Regions from separate parts of the Gossypium hirsutum genome. Here region 1 is linked to region 2. The links are chromatin contacts, called in public Hi-C maps. All regions are on one chromosome and are shown on one strand. The core of a region is the stretch at or near the end of the contact, and the rest is flanking DNA. Distances in the headings are between cores, read along the strand shown. Region 1 has its middle 31 kb from the start of LOC107915856. Region 2 holds the start of LOC107914518.

Evidence for each region. A called contact is a pair of places that touch in the nucleus more often than the background predicts.
Region 1: a Hi-C map of hypocotyl shows a contact between it and region 2, with 5 times the contacts expected there. The contact joins the enhancer-like site here to the promoter of LOC107914518 in region 2. A contact is called at or near these places in 12 of 34 Hi-C or Micro-C datasets (anther, callus, hypocotyl and 1 more).

What each region holds. Positions count from the first base shown.
Region 1 is chrD10:9,275,379-9,282,352 of Gossypium_hirsutum_v2.1, reverse strand. No RefSeq gene overlaps it. Among protein-coding and RNA genes, the nearest start is that of LOC107915856, 31 kb to the right of the region's middle. Within about 2 kb of position 1,257, at least 4 of the 9 cell types and tissues checked have an H3K27ac peak or open chromatin away from gene starts, as enhancers often do. A contact at or near this core is called in hypocotyl and leaf, where this site is marked.
Region 2 is chrD10:9,149,957-9,156,190 of Gossypium_hirsutum_v2.1, reverse strand. It overlaps LOC107914518, which reads right to left and starts at 1,822. Exons shown (of 2, transcript XM_016843458.2): 1 at 1,583-1,822; 2 at 240-578. The coding sequence starts at 1,793. The coding sequence ends at 433. LOC121222378 (a long non-coding RNA gene) reads right to left here. Exons shown (of 5, transcript XR_005919628.1): 5 at 5,817-6,091.

The DNA.
Region 1 (6,974 bases), core at 8-2,507, 130 kb before region 2:
TTAAGTGATAAAGATTAACACCTAACCATTGAGAACAAGGAGTGAGCCAGTGATATGTTTTATAGATTTTATATTATAACCCATAATGGGTACATGGCAACAATTACATTTTTATTACGAAGAAAATTTTGTTATGCATTCTGTGACTGAAATGGTAAGCTGGTTGGCAAATTTTAGAATTAAGTTTTTTGTTTAGTTTATTAATTGCATTTTAAATTGGGTTGAGTTTACATAAACCATTTTTAATGGTAAGCTAGTTGACTGGCATAGGTCGGGTTTAGAGTGTTACTTTAGGTTTTAGATAATGAATTTAATTGTTTTTGAATTAGTGATTTAATATAAATTAAACATATATAATTTTATATAATAATATTTGGGTCAGGCTCAGGTAAAAAATTTTTGTCCAAGGCTCAACCTATATAGAAAACAAGTCTTAAATTTTATCCAAGTCTATATTTTAAATTTCATATTTTACATAAACCACTGCACTCTCCCCACTACCCTTCCTTGTCCACCCTTGGTCCCGCTTGAGTCCTAATGCTGCCATTATGTTACACTAACACACACCAGCTGCTCCACCCTTGCTTCTCAAAGTATCAGCAATCACCATAGAGCAACCTAGGCCATCGTTTCGGCCCACTGCCACAACCAAAGCCAGCCACATCGTAGCAAGATCAAGCCTGCATCTCCGACCACCCTCTTAGTCATTACCCTAAATAGTTTAAAAATCAAAAGTTTTTATAAATTTTTATAATAAATTTATAATTTCTTAAAACTTTAATATTTTTTCAATAATTATTAAAATCTTAATGTATATTTGTAATTTTTATAAGTTTCTTTTATAATTTCCTATAATTGGATAAATTTTAAATAATTTTTATAAGCTTTACAATTTTACCATATTTTTATAATTTTTATATTAAAAAAATGAAAGATTAAATCTAGTGCTTCTGTGTGTCCATTAGCTGATTTTAATGGCCAACAAAGACAAATACAAAAATTATTAGTAGAAGGGTTTAATTAAATTTTTGAGCGATAATGATTCAATTGGGTGCGAATTAAGTCGAATAGCTTAATTATTATTATTTTTTAAATTCTTCTTATGAACTTTTCATACTTACAACTTACAAGACATTAATTTTTTAATTATTTTAAATAAATCGACTAACCAACTTCACGGATAAAACCAATTATAATAGAATGATGGGGGGTTAAATATAAGAGAATAAACCAATTATTGGCTCACCCCTAAAAAGACTACAGGCCATGGCCCAAAATACATCAGGTTGGGCATGAGCCTATGGCAACAATTTCACACATTTACTCCTATCAAAATGGATTTTTCCTTGAGTTCTCATAAATGATTTCTTTTTCATTTTTTTGTTTACTTTTTAAAGAAAACAAAATGGATTTTTACTTCAATTTATATAAATGATTTTTTTTCATTTTCCTTTATTTTTTAAATAAAATAAAAAGGTATTTTAGAATACCTCATTTCGTATTTTAATTTTGGTTTTGGTTTTCTTTGATTTCCTATGCTTACCGGCTCTCGATCCTTGTCAAGGATAAGTGAAAAGCACTTAACCATTGAGGACAAGCAAAGAGCCAGTAACCCATTTCCCCAACTTTAACTTTTATTATCATTTCCATCACATTTAGATTCCGCTATTAAAAAGAATCCAAGAGCCTGCAGTAAAATTCAATATGGGTCAAGTCAAAACGGCAGCAGCAACTACAATAATAATAATTCTTTTTTATATTTTATTACAAAGTAAATTGATTATTGCATTTTGTGTTTTAACTCGAATGCTAAGGTGGATATGTTTAAGAATTAGAGTATTTGTATCATGGTAGTCGGCAATAGTGGTTGATATAATTTTAGTCTTTAATTTATACATGAGTAATTGTTTTGATTGTAATCGTAAAGTTGAAGAGTTTAAGAGTGGGTTTGGATGGGCGATTGGGTGCGGTGCGGTGCGTTTAGCTTACTTTTTGTCTCACGCTACAGTATCGTTACAGTATCTAATCTCACCGCCACCGCTGTTTTTACACTAATGGCTCCTTTGGATGCCAACGCACAACAGTGCGTTGAATTTTTTCCCCTTTATTATCAATCTCATTGCACTGGACTGGACTCTGGACAGCCTTTGAATGTGTTGGCTTCCAGCACAGTGAGGAGTTTCTACTGCACTGGACAGCTTTAAGCTGACCGGTAAAAGTTCCAGTAGGGCAGTAGACATTTTTAGAAGACAATAATACCCTAAATATTATACCAAACCCCATTCATTCTCTTATCTCAAATTCAGCAAGATTCTTAGAAGAAGAAGAAGAGCTAGCTAACCTTTCTAACAGGAACATGATTACGAGGATGTTTGGTTTTCAAATCAACAGTAAGATAATGTTTGGGTTTTGCTGATGAAGAGCTGAAACGAATCAAACCAGCTTCACGAGCAGATTTAAAGTACTGAGTTATGGGCAATTCATTTGCATGATCCCAGTCTCCAAATGCTGGAATTTGCCCACTTCTCTTGCAATTATAATCCTAGTTAAACAGGCAAAACAAGAAAAATCCCACCTTAGATTTAGCTTTAAAGAAGAAATTCAAACAAGAAGAGAAACACAACTTACATCCATGGTGGTCGGCTGTTATTTTGAATCTAAAATAAAAATAAGAGCAAATTGAAAAGGTGTTAGGTGACTTTTAAGGGTTGTGTTTAAAGAAAGTGAGATGAAAAAGTTGAAAAGAAGATATGGGGATTCTCAAGGAAGTTAAAAGAAGATACAGATTCTAGTTTCAGAAATTACACTGAAGAAGAGAATGAATTTAATCTAGCAATGATGTTATTACTTGGTCTATATTTTTTCCCTAATTTTGGCTTAAATTATTAGGCATTAGTTTCACAAACTGGAAAAAATAAGAAGGCATGAACGGGTATTCAGAGAAGAAAAGAACATGAAGAAGAATGAGTTGGAATGGATGAGTTTAATCATATTTTTATTTTGGAAAAAATTAAATAAAAATAAAAATCATAAAATTTAGGATAAAAATATTAATATAATATTAAACTATAATAAAGAGATAATATCTCTATTTCATATAATTCTTACTCTAATATTTCATTACTCAAAAAAACACCTGAGAGAAAAATATAGTAGGAATAATAATACTAAAAAAAAGCAAATAATATAATCCAAAATTTCCATTTATCGTAATTTGTGTCATATTAGGGATGAAGTTAAATGATACTTTTATTTATTAATTAAACATGAAACCGGAAATTTTCTAAAATTTAAATTGAATTGGCTTATGGATTAAATCGTAGAGGAAAGTAAAGTGGTATGTTAAATGTAAGGAGGAAGAATTTAATTGATTGGAAATTGATAGGGATTAGTTGAGGAATTGGCCAAAGCCCTTGGGAGTAAATTGACCATGTTTTGTGGAGAAAGTAAATCATCTCCTTGGACCCTTGGGTGAGAGCAAAAGAAAAAGAGTTACTATAACAAAATTAAAAATAATTATCATTTTATCTAATAAATAATTTAAATTAATTTTATAATTCATTAAAATATTGAAAGATACATTTTAATATTTTATTAAATGAATTTATAAATTCACATATTTTAATAATTTAAAAAAGTAAAATAATTTAAATAACTTCTATTATATATCAATTCTAATCTGATGTCCTTAATAGTCATTTTTTATTCTCACCTCACCGCTACAGCTGCGTTTGAATCCAAACACACACTCCACCATTGTTTCTAATCTCACTGCTACAGTATCCAATCTCACCGCTACAGTAACTAATCTCACCGCCACCGCTGTTTTTAACCTCACCGGAGGTAAACACACCGCTCATCCAAACTAGTCCTTCCGCAGGTAAACGCACCGCCCATCCAAACTTACCCTAAGTTTGCAACTCTCTTGCCCTCCATCCTTTTAATTTTCATCTTTCTCTTCCCTTTACTCAAATGATACTCTAACCTCGGTCGTTCGAAGGGGGTGGTTGTCTCTTTAGTCTTTCCTTTTAGACAAGAGCTAGGCAGGAGTCCTCTCTTGTCGGATCCTCATGGGAGCTTCCCATGTTTGATGGAACTTTATTCCTTTCCTTGCTCGGGGCTTATGTGCGGGCATTTTCTGATGATTTCTAGCAGGGTTACACAGGGGCGAAGCTAGAATTTTTTTTAGGGGGTCAAAATTAAATTGTAATTTTTACGATAGTAAAAATGTAAATTTTAAAGGACTAAATAAAAAATTTATCATTTTTAGGGGACCAAAGTGAAATTTTACCTTTATTAATTTAAATTTTTTAAAAATTTAAAAGGCCAAAATGGAAAATTTTCCATTTTATGGGGGCCTAGGCCCCTACTAGCCCCCTAGATTCGCCCATGGGGCCACGTGGTTTCAGTGTTTCCTAAGCCCTATCTGCTACCTTGATTTGTCGCCAAATGGGAAGAGAAGAGACTGTCAATGCACCAGGCTTGTTTTTTTGGTAGCAGAATTCTCACATGATGGTTTGACTCCTGGCCTTTTGAAGACTGTCTAAATTTTAAGGTGATTGCTTTTTGCTAGTGCTTGCTTTTGAGGCCATCGTTGTGGTGCGTACTTAAGAGTTGCTTTCTATAATTTCCTGAATTGGACAACCTATATTAGGAGTTGGCAAAATTACCATGGAGGCCCCTATATTAGGAGTTAAATTGCATTTTGCCCTTTTTATTAAAAAAATGGGCAAATTAGTCCCTGTTCATAATATCAAAGAGCAAATTGGTTTTTCTGTTAAAATTTCCTCCATTTTTTTGTTAAAAATTGATCCATGTACATCAACATGAGGTACATATGGTACATCACTTGTTGTTAGTTATTCTGTTAAGCACGTTAATTTTTAATAGTATAAATAGATGAAATTTTAACGAAAAGGACCAATTCACTCATTCAATTATATGTAGGACTAATTTGCCCATTTATTAATAGAGGAGGTAAAATGAAATTTAACTCATTGTACAAAGGTCTCTATGATACTTTTACCATCATAAGTTCTATTTACCATGTAATATTTTCTCTCTTTTTCTTAAAAAACCAATATTAATATTATCTATGAATTTTTTAAAAAAAATATTTTATTATAAAGAAAAAAAAGGTATTTTAGAACACCTTAAAATTTATATAAATGATCATCACCATTGTCTACCAACCTTGAACCATCAACTTTGTTGTTAACACGCATAATGTGCAACCACAAAGGCAATGAAGGTTAGTAATCCTTATTTTGCACAATTTAATACTTAACTATGAGCATAAAAAAAAAAAGGCATAGTAAAATTTTGTGATTTATTTCATAATTTCATCCCAACAGATATGGTACATGATAAGGGGAAAAACAATATTGTCAATTTTATGTAAATTTGTTGTAGATATGTATAGAACCTCTATTTCATTGAAGAGTGAAGTCCTACTAGATAGTAGAAATATTATTTTATTCATATAAGACAAATATTTTGATATAAACAAAAATAATTGATGTATTTGATGTATTTTTATTATTCTCATGATATTATAACTCAAGGTTTAAAGTAAGAAGATGTATTTGATGTATTTTTCAATATAATCCAAATTGCTAGGTCTGGTTACAGTCCCTATACCATTGAAACCAACCATAGGAGTGAGGGGCAAATGCTATTTGGAATAAAATCTTAGGGGTAGTCCCCCCAACACGACACTTGCCTTGTCAAGAGAAGAAGCAATCATTGTAGTTGAGGGGAGTGGGCCAAATACTGATCAAAGAATCCCTTTAGCTCAACTCAGAGTTCCCCTTTTAAGTCATTCATACGAGCATCCATCTTACTGTCCCACTGAGATACTTCTGGCTGAAGTTTGGTCAGCTCCTGCTACATCTAGGATACTTCTTTTTAAGCTTTGGTAGTGATACCATAACTCACCATGAGAATTGAGAGGCTCTGATACCTTTGTTTTGGAAGATTAATTAAAGCTTAAGAAAAAGGGAAATGAAGAAAAAGAAGAGAGAGAAGAGCATAAGAAAAGTGAGGAGAAAATGTTCAATTCAAATTCATCATAGTTGTACCCTTTACAAATCAACAGAAATAAAGGGAAAAAAGGATAATTGTTGTAACAAAAAAAAGGTTCCAACTATCCCACACTAAAACCACCGTCTCACTTAAGCACAAAACTCATCATTTTAATAATAATAATTAGGCTAAATATGTAAGCTAAAACGCAATCATTTTAATAACCGATTATAACTTCCATATCACCCTACCTATTGATGGATGAACAAAGTGTCATCTTTCTTTTTTTATCCAAATGGCTTTTCGCCATTCTTTTCCTTTTCCTTTTTATAATCGATCTCCTAGTTTTCCAAAGGAAGAAATCATTCTTTTTTTTTAATTCTAAATTTTCTTAGTCTTATTCGAAAATAAGGAAGTTTTATTCCTTGTAACTATCGGCTTTTGATAAAATAAACACCCAAGGTCGTAATTAGTTATTATTATCTTAGGTTGGGTATTATTCATTATGGTGAACTTGTTTCCATATCTCTCATTCATGCATAATGGACACCATGCTCTTATAATTAATTTCAAATTTCACATAAGAAAAAAAGATAAGCGATCAACATATTTCACATTCAAGTGTTGCTTGTTATACATTTGTTAGATATATATAATAGATAGAGTAAGCATGCAATATCCTAGATACATTTAGTCATATTTCAAGTTTCTCATGACCTCTCTTTTATCAATAACACAAAAAACTTTTATATTCAAAGTTGTGTCTACAATATAAAACACGATCGGTCAATCCGTGGATTCTAATAAATGAGACACTTAAATGATCTTCCATTTTTCTTGAATTTCTCCATTACAATCCAGTTACTCTATAAATATGTCTCTTTAGATTGAATAATTTATGAAAAGTGGTAACCTTATGAGATAATTAACAATGAACTTAAATTTCAAGA
Region 2 (6,234 bases), core at 573-3,072:
GTAACTACATCTTAAAGAAATAAAAAAGCTAAAGTATGAAAGTCATCAAGACTAATTACTTGCATAGTTCCTCCAATTCTCAGCATCTCCTAAGAAATGAAGCAAGTAATTGGGGTGCTACAATTATACTCAATTCGATGGGACTCACTAATTACAATAATTACCTATCCATGACAAACATATGTAATTAGGAACGATTACATTGTGTGGCATCTCACTTTTATCTACCTCCCAGAAGGTAAATGGAAAACCTTGATATTTGATTCCATAAGATGTTACAAGAATATGTTTCCCTAATATAACAAAAGCTAATTGGAAATGAAAGAAAACAAAGTACAAGTTCTTTACCTATATTTTAATTTTCTTCGCGTATTTCTGGTACTAATCTATCTGAGTCTGATATTTATATACAGAACCAAATTTCTTACTAGGTTATCTTCTAAATCGAGATCCTTTGTTAGGTTTACCAGTATTCCTCCCATCCCATGAAGAAGACCAGAAAAACAGAGACATCCAGAAAAGAACAGCAAAGAAGATCCGTGCACGATCCTGAAATCTAGACAACTTTCCCTCTAATCCTGTTCCACAGACAAAAGGATCATAAGAATACCAGAACTGGTTGCCTTCAAAGCAGTTTCAATGGAATCTTGACTTCAAATACAACAAGCAAACAAGAAAGAGTCAAATTTAGCTAATTATATGCAATGAAAAAAATATGGGTCTTTTAATACCGCCCTTTGGTAGCATTACATTGTCACGACAGATATTTCTGATCTCTATCACCAAAAATCACCATCTCCATAGCAACTTTCAAATTGGTACACACATTCGTGATCCCATTAACATATAATCTATTATAAAAATCATCGAATAAAAGAAACAAATCACAAGCTTCAAATTTTACTTATGATAACACAAAACTATATAAAAATTCCCAAAAGAAAAGTTTTACATTCAATAAATCATATTTCGTTCCTACTAAGGAAACAAAGAAGACTGCCCTATCGAATTGTGAATTGGTTCTAGTTTTCATTCCTCGTACCAGACCAATCCGCATTCCAAGTAACAATGGTTCTAAACAGTTGCTTTTACTCCAATGATGCATTAACGGATGATGTGTAAAATTAAGTACCAGTTCTTGTTAAAAAATACACTACTAATCTACTATGTTCACTTGGGTGTTAATTATGGAAAACAGTAACAAACAAAACACTCATCCACTTTTGAAGAGCCAGAAATGTTACTGGTAATCTAAAATTTTCTTTTCCTTTTTTGATTCTTAATCCAGAAAAAAGAAAATAAAGAGAGAAAGCAACTATTAATTGCTACACTAAGCTTCTGAACTTACAACTAACATATTTGCAATTTCAAGACTGAATTTTAAAGGAAGAAGAAAAGAAAACAACTTGACAACTAGAAAGAAAAGACAAAATATGAGCGGAAAATATCCAAAGTCTAAATTTTCCATAATTATTCACACACACAAGAAAAAATCAAAGAAATTAATCCAAATCCAACTCCAATCGCATGAACACACAATCAGCAAAAGTTAAAAAAAAAAAAGAGAAAAAAAGGTGGAAACCTGGGGGGTCAGAGTCAGGCGGAGAAGGTGGAGGGGAGCCGGCAGAGAGACAACGTGGAGGGCGGGTAGGGGAAAAGGAACGGAGGCGGACGGGGAGGGAGGGAGAGAGGGGATGAAACCTGGGGGGAAAGATCAAAGATTTGGAAAAGGAATAAGAGTGGTGGGGTGAAGGTGCGAAAGGGGTGAGCATTTCCATTTTTCTGGTATCCATGCAACCAACTCACTTAAACTCCCCAAATTATCGTTTATATAGTAGTGGGCTTGGACTATAAGGCTAATTTCATTTTTCTCATCTGAAATTGGGCCTACCAATTTGGTACTCTCGTTTTTGTGGGGAGTTTTAATTTTTAAAGTATTTTTTTAAAATTAAAGGAGGGGTTGATTTGAAAATTCAATTAAATGGCTCACAAGATTTTAGATGGTGAGTGAAATTTTACATAAATTATTTTTAACAATCGACTCAATTTTAATTTAACTCGTATCGATACTACTATAAGTGTAGAAAAATATGAATTCAAATGTACTAAATATATTTATCCATTTATTTAAATTATGCTTAGTTTTATAGACTTATTGAAGTCTTCTTTGTAAAAGATCTAATTGGGCAATATTTTTATTTAAATTATAATGTATTTATTCCATCTAATCATTCATATCTTAATTCATATATATATATATATATCAGGTAATATTGGATTAACATAAGAAATTTATAACCTTTTTGACAATTTGAAAAATGGATTCTTAGTATAATAATTACAAATTTCGAATTTTATTTTGAAAAGTGATCGATTTATTAATTTTTAATTAAAATTTGATATCACCAATAATTTATTTGAATTTAAGTTATTCAAATCTTAAATTCAAAATCTTGGCTTAACGAAAACTTTCAACTTTTAGAAATTTTAAAATTTTAAGTTCAAATTATGTATACGTAAATTATATGCGAGTAAATTAATTTGAGTTAAATTAGTCTCATCCATGTAAAGCTTCAACAATTTATTTAAATTTATTTGTATTCAAGTAATTCAATCTTCATTTCACCATTAAGGCCTTAATTTAATTATAGTTGTTTATAAAAGGACACATAATCAGCAACTCAAAATGTTGACCTTCACGTTGACTCAACTTGAAAAGAGGTTTAGTTGGACCATTTGCCAGGATCAAAGGAGTACCAACCCTTCATTCCCTTGAAAATGGCCAGGCACCTGCTTTAAGGATGAACATTCTTTTAAGTGTAAACATGCCCTCAAGACGATGAGGGACCTACTTGAGCATAACAACCTTCTATTAATTGAATAACATATTTAGTCCATGCTTTTTAGAACATGCTTTATACAAAGAAGAATAGCATATTTAGTACTGCTCAAACTATGAATAACATGCTTTATACAAAGAAGAATAGCAGCAACTACTGCTAACAAATCCTAAGCAGACTAACTTCTAATCAAACTAACTACTCCAACTGACTCTTAGTTACTCTAATATTCACCCATCACTCACGTCTTGTAACACCAAGTTTACTCTACAATTGAAAAAAAATGTGGAGGATACGACTTGGTAAGTATGTCAGCAACTTGATCAAGGCACTGGAACTTCACTTACAACAATTCTTTCGTAAGCAACTTTCTCACGAGCAAAGAACAAATCAAGCTCGACGTGTTTGAATTTCAAATAAAGAACTGAATTGGCTAAAACAGCAATGACATTTGAATTGTCACACCAAATAGCAGATTTGTCATTTGAAACCATGCGAAGCTCACTCAACAATGACTCAAGCCATGTAACATCAGCAGTAGCAGCAATACTCCTATATTCGGCTTTTGTTATCATCAAGACACAACTTGCTGCTTTTTAGAACACTAAGAGACGATATTACTACCAAAAAACACACAATACCCAGTTGTGGATCGACAATCATCAAAATCAAGACCCCAATTCGCATCAGCATATACAACCAAAGATAACTTGTCAAAAGGTTGTATTTGTATACCATAATCAATAGTGTTATAAAGATAATGCAAAATTTGTTTAGTCGCAACATAATGAACATCAGTTAGGGCATGCATGAACTGACAAATGTGGTTGACAGCATAAGCAATGTCAGGATAAGTGAGAACCACATATTGTAATTCCCTAGCAATGCTTCGATACTCATGCAGATTTTCAAGTGATCCTCTCATATGTTTAGACAACTAACAAGAACTAACCATAGGCATAGAACCTCCTTTTGCATTCTCCATACGGCATCTCTCTAGCAAATTAAGTACATACTTCCACTGACTTAGATGTAGCCCACCACTATCGAGATGAGCAACTTTAGTGCCTAAGAAATAATAAAGAAATCTTATATCTTTGTGTGAAAACTCAATATGCATCATACTAACAAACTCATCAATTTTTGTATCTAAGTTACCAGTAATAATTATATCATCCACATAAACCAATACATACATACGACATGTGTCGATAACCCAAACAAACAAAGAAGCATCAGATTTAGAAAACGCAAACACAATGGAAATAAGAAATGTCTTCAACTTGTCAAACCACGCTTTTAGAGCCTATCATAACCCATACAAAACTTTATTCAAACAAAAAACAAGAGGTTGTTGCATGTATACCTCTTCAGTTAAATCACCATTAAGAAAAGCGTTGTTCACATCCATTTAACGCAACTGCTAGCGGTTTGTAACAACAACAGAAAGAATAGTACGAATCGTAGTCAGTTTAACCATTGGACTAAATGTTTCCCAAAAATCACAGCCAGAAACTTGATAACACCTTTTTCCAACTAATCTCCCCTTTCGTCGAGCCACGGTACCATCAGAATTGCATTTCACCTTAAATATCCACTTACAGCCAATAGCTTTGCGACCCAGAGGTAATGGAACTAAAGTCCAAGTATTGTTGCAGATCAAGGCATCATATTCCTTGTGAGCAACTTTCCTCTATTCATTACTAACAAAGGCCTCTTCAATATTGTAAGGTTCACGTTCATCAAGCTCAACAGTCAAGACCTTTGGTTTAAAAACACCTACTTTCGACCAGGTAACCATATGATGAGTATTGATGGGAAGAACTAGCGGTAATAAAAGAATAGAACAACAAGAGTTAGAACTTCAGGTGTAAGTGAACACAAACTAAACCCATCATCATGTGCAATACCACCAATCTCTGTAAACGGACTAGTAGCCGAAAAAGAAGAAGCAAGAGAACACCGTGATGACTAATTAAGACGTGTAACAGGAGATACTAAAACTTGAGTACCCAAATGAGATGATAAGACACTATGCGACTTGGGCATGAAACGAGGGTATACCACGAGAACACATGTGGTAACACGATCCAAACCTGTAGGCGAACAACTAGTACTAGTTGACGGTGCAAACAAAAATTGATTTTGTTAGCTCAATAATTCAACTCGAAATCACCAAGAAGGGGGTGAATTGGCCTCTTAAAAATTTTTGGTTGCCAAGAAAAGCATAGAGACAATAAAAACTTTAATTTATAGTGGTTCGGCCCCAATTACCTACTCCACTACCTTAGCTTTCAACAATTAAGGATTTTCCCAAATTTACTAATTTAATAACCTTTGAAGACAATGTTTAACCTTACAATCTCCCTTAAGATTTCTACCCAAAATCTTAATATTGCAACTCCTTTAAGGTTTCTACCCAAACCTTAAGACTTAACCCTCTCAAAGAGTAAATACAGATAGTAAACTAAGAAGTTATCTTTACAAGATCAAAATGTTTTCCAATTAAGCACAAATAAACAAGAACACACTTGAGCTAAAGAATAACAATGAAGGCTCACAAGTGTGTACAATAAAAGTATGAAAGAATTAAGCATTAAGGTTGTATTGATTGATCTTTTGGTTTGATTATCTCTTTTGTTGTTATAGGACCTTTAGAAGATGATATTTATACCCTATAATTCATTTTCAACCATTGTGATTGTTGGAAACATGAATAGAGTCATTGGGATGAAAATATCAAATCATTAAATTTACCTACTATAATTAAATTTAATGTTTGATTCAGTGATCGTTAAAGTTAGTTTACAACTATACCAAAGACAATTTATCAATACTTGGTAAAAGGTATCGATACTTTTTGAAAAGGTATTGATATTTTGAAAACTACCGATACTTGATACTTTTTGGCCTGGAGCAATACTGACTTGTTTTAAAATAGTTTTAACTTGATTGAAAATTTTTACCTCAATTGAAACCATTTTAACTTGATTTTATCATTTTGCTAAATTTGTTCAACTTTAAGTTTTATTCAAAACCATTTTAATTTGTTATATCAAAACATATTATCAAATAAAGCTAGGTATAACAAATTCTCATCAAACACCACATGACGCGAAACAAACACCTGGCCATCAGTAGCAAGACATTGATAACCATTGTGTTGTGGACTATATCCAAGAAATGTGCACGGATGAAATCGGAACTCCAACTTGTGACGATTGAACGGTCATAAGTACGGGTAACAACACCTAAACACCCGAAGATAATCGTAATCAGGATGAATACCATGAAGAACCAAGTAAGTTGACTGATTTTTAAGAATCAAAATAGTCAAGCAGTTAATCAAATGAACAACATAAGAAAAACCATACCCCTAATACTTCATTGGCAA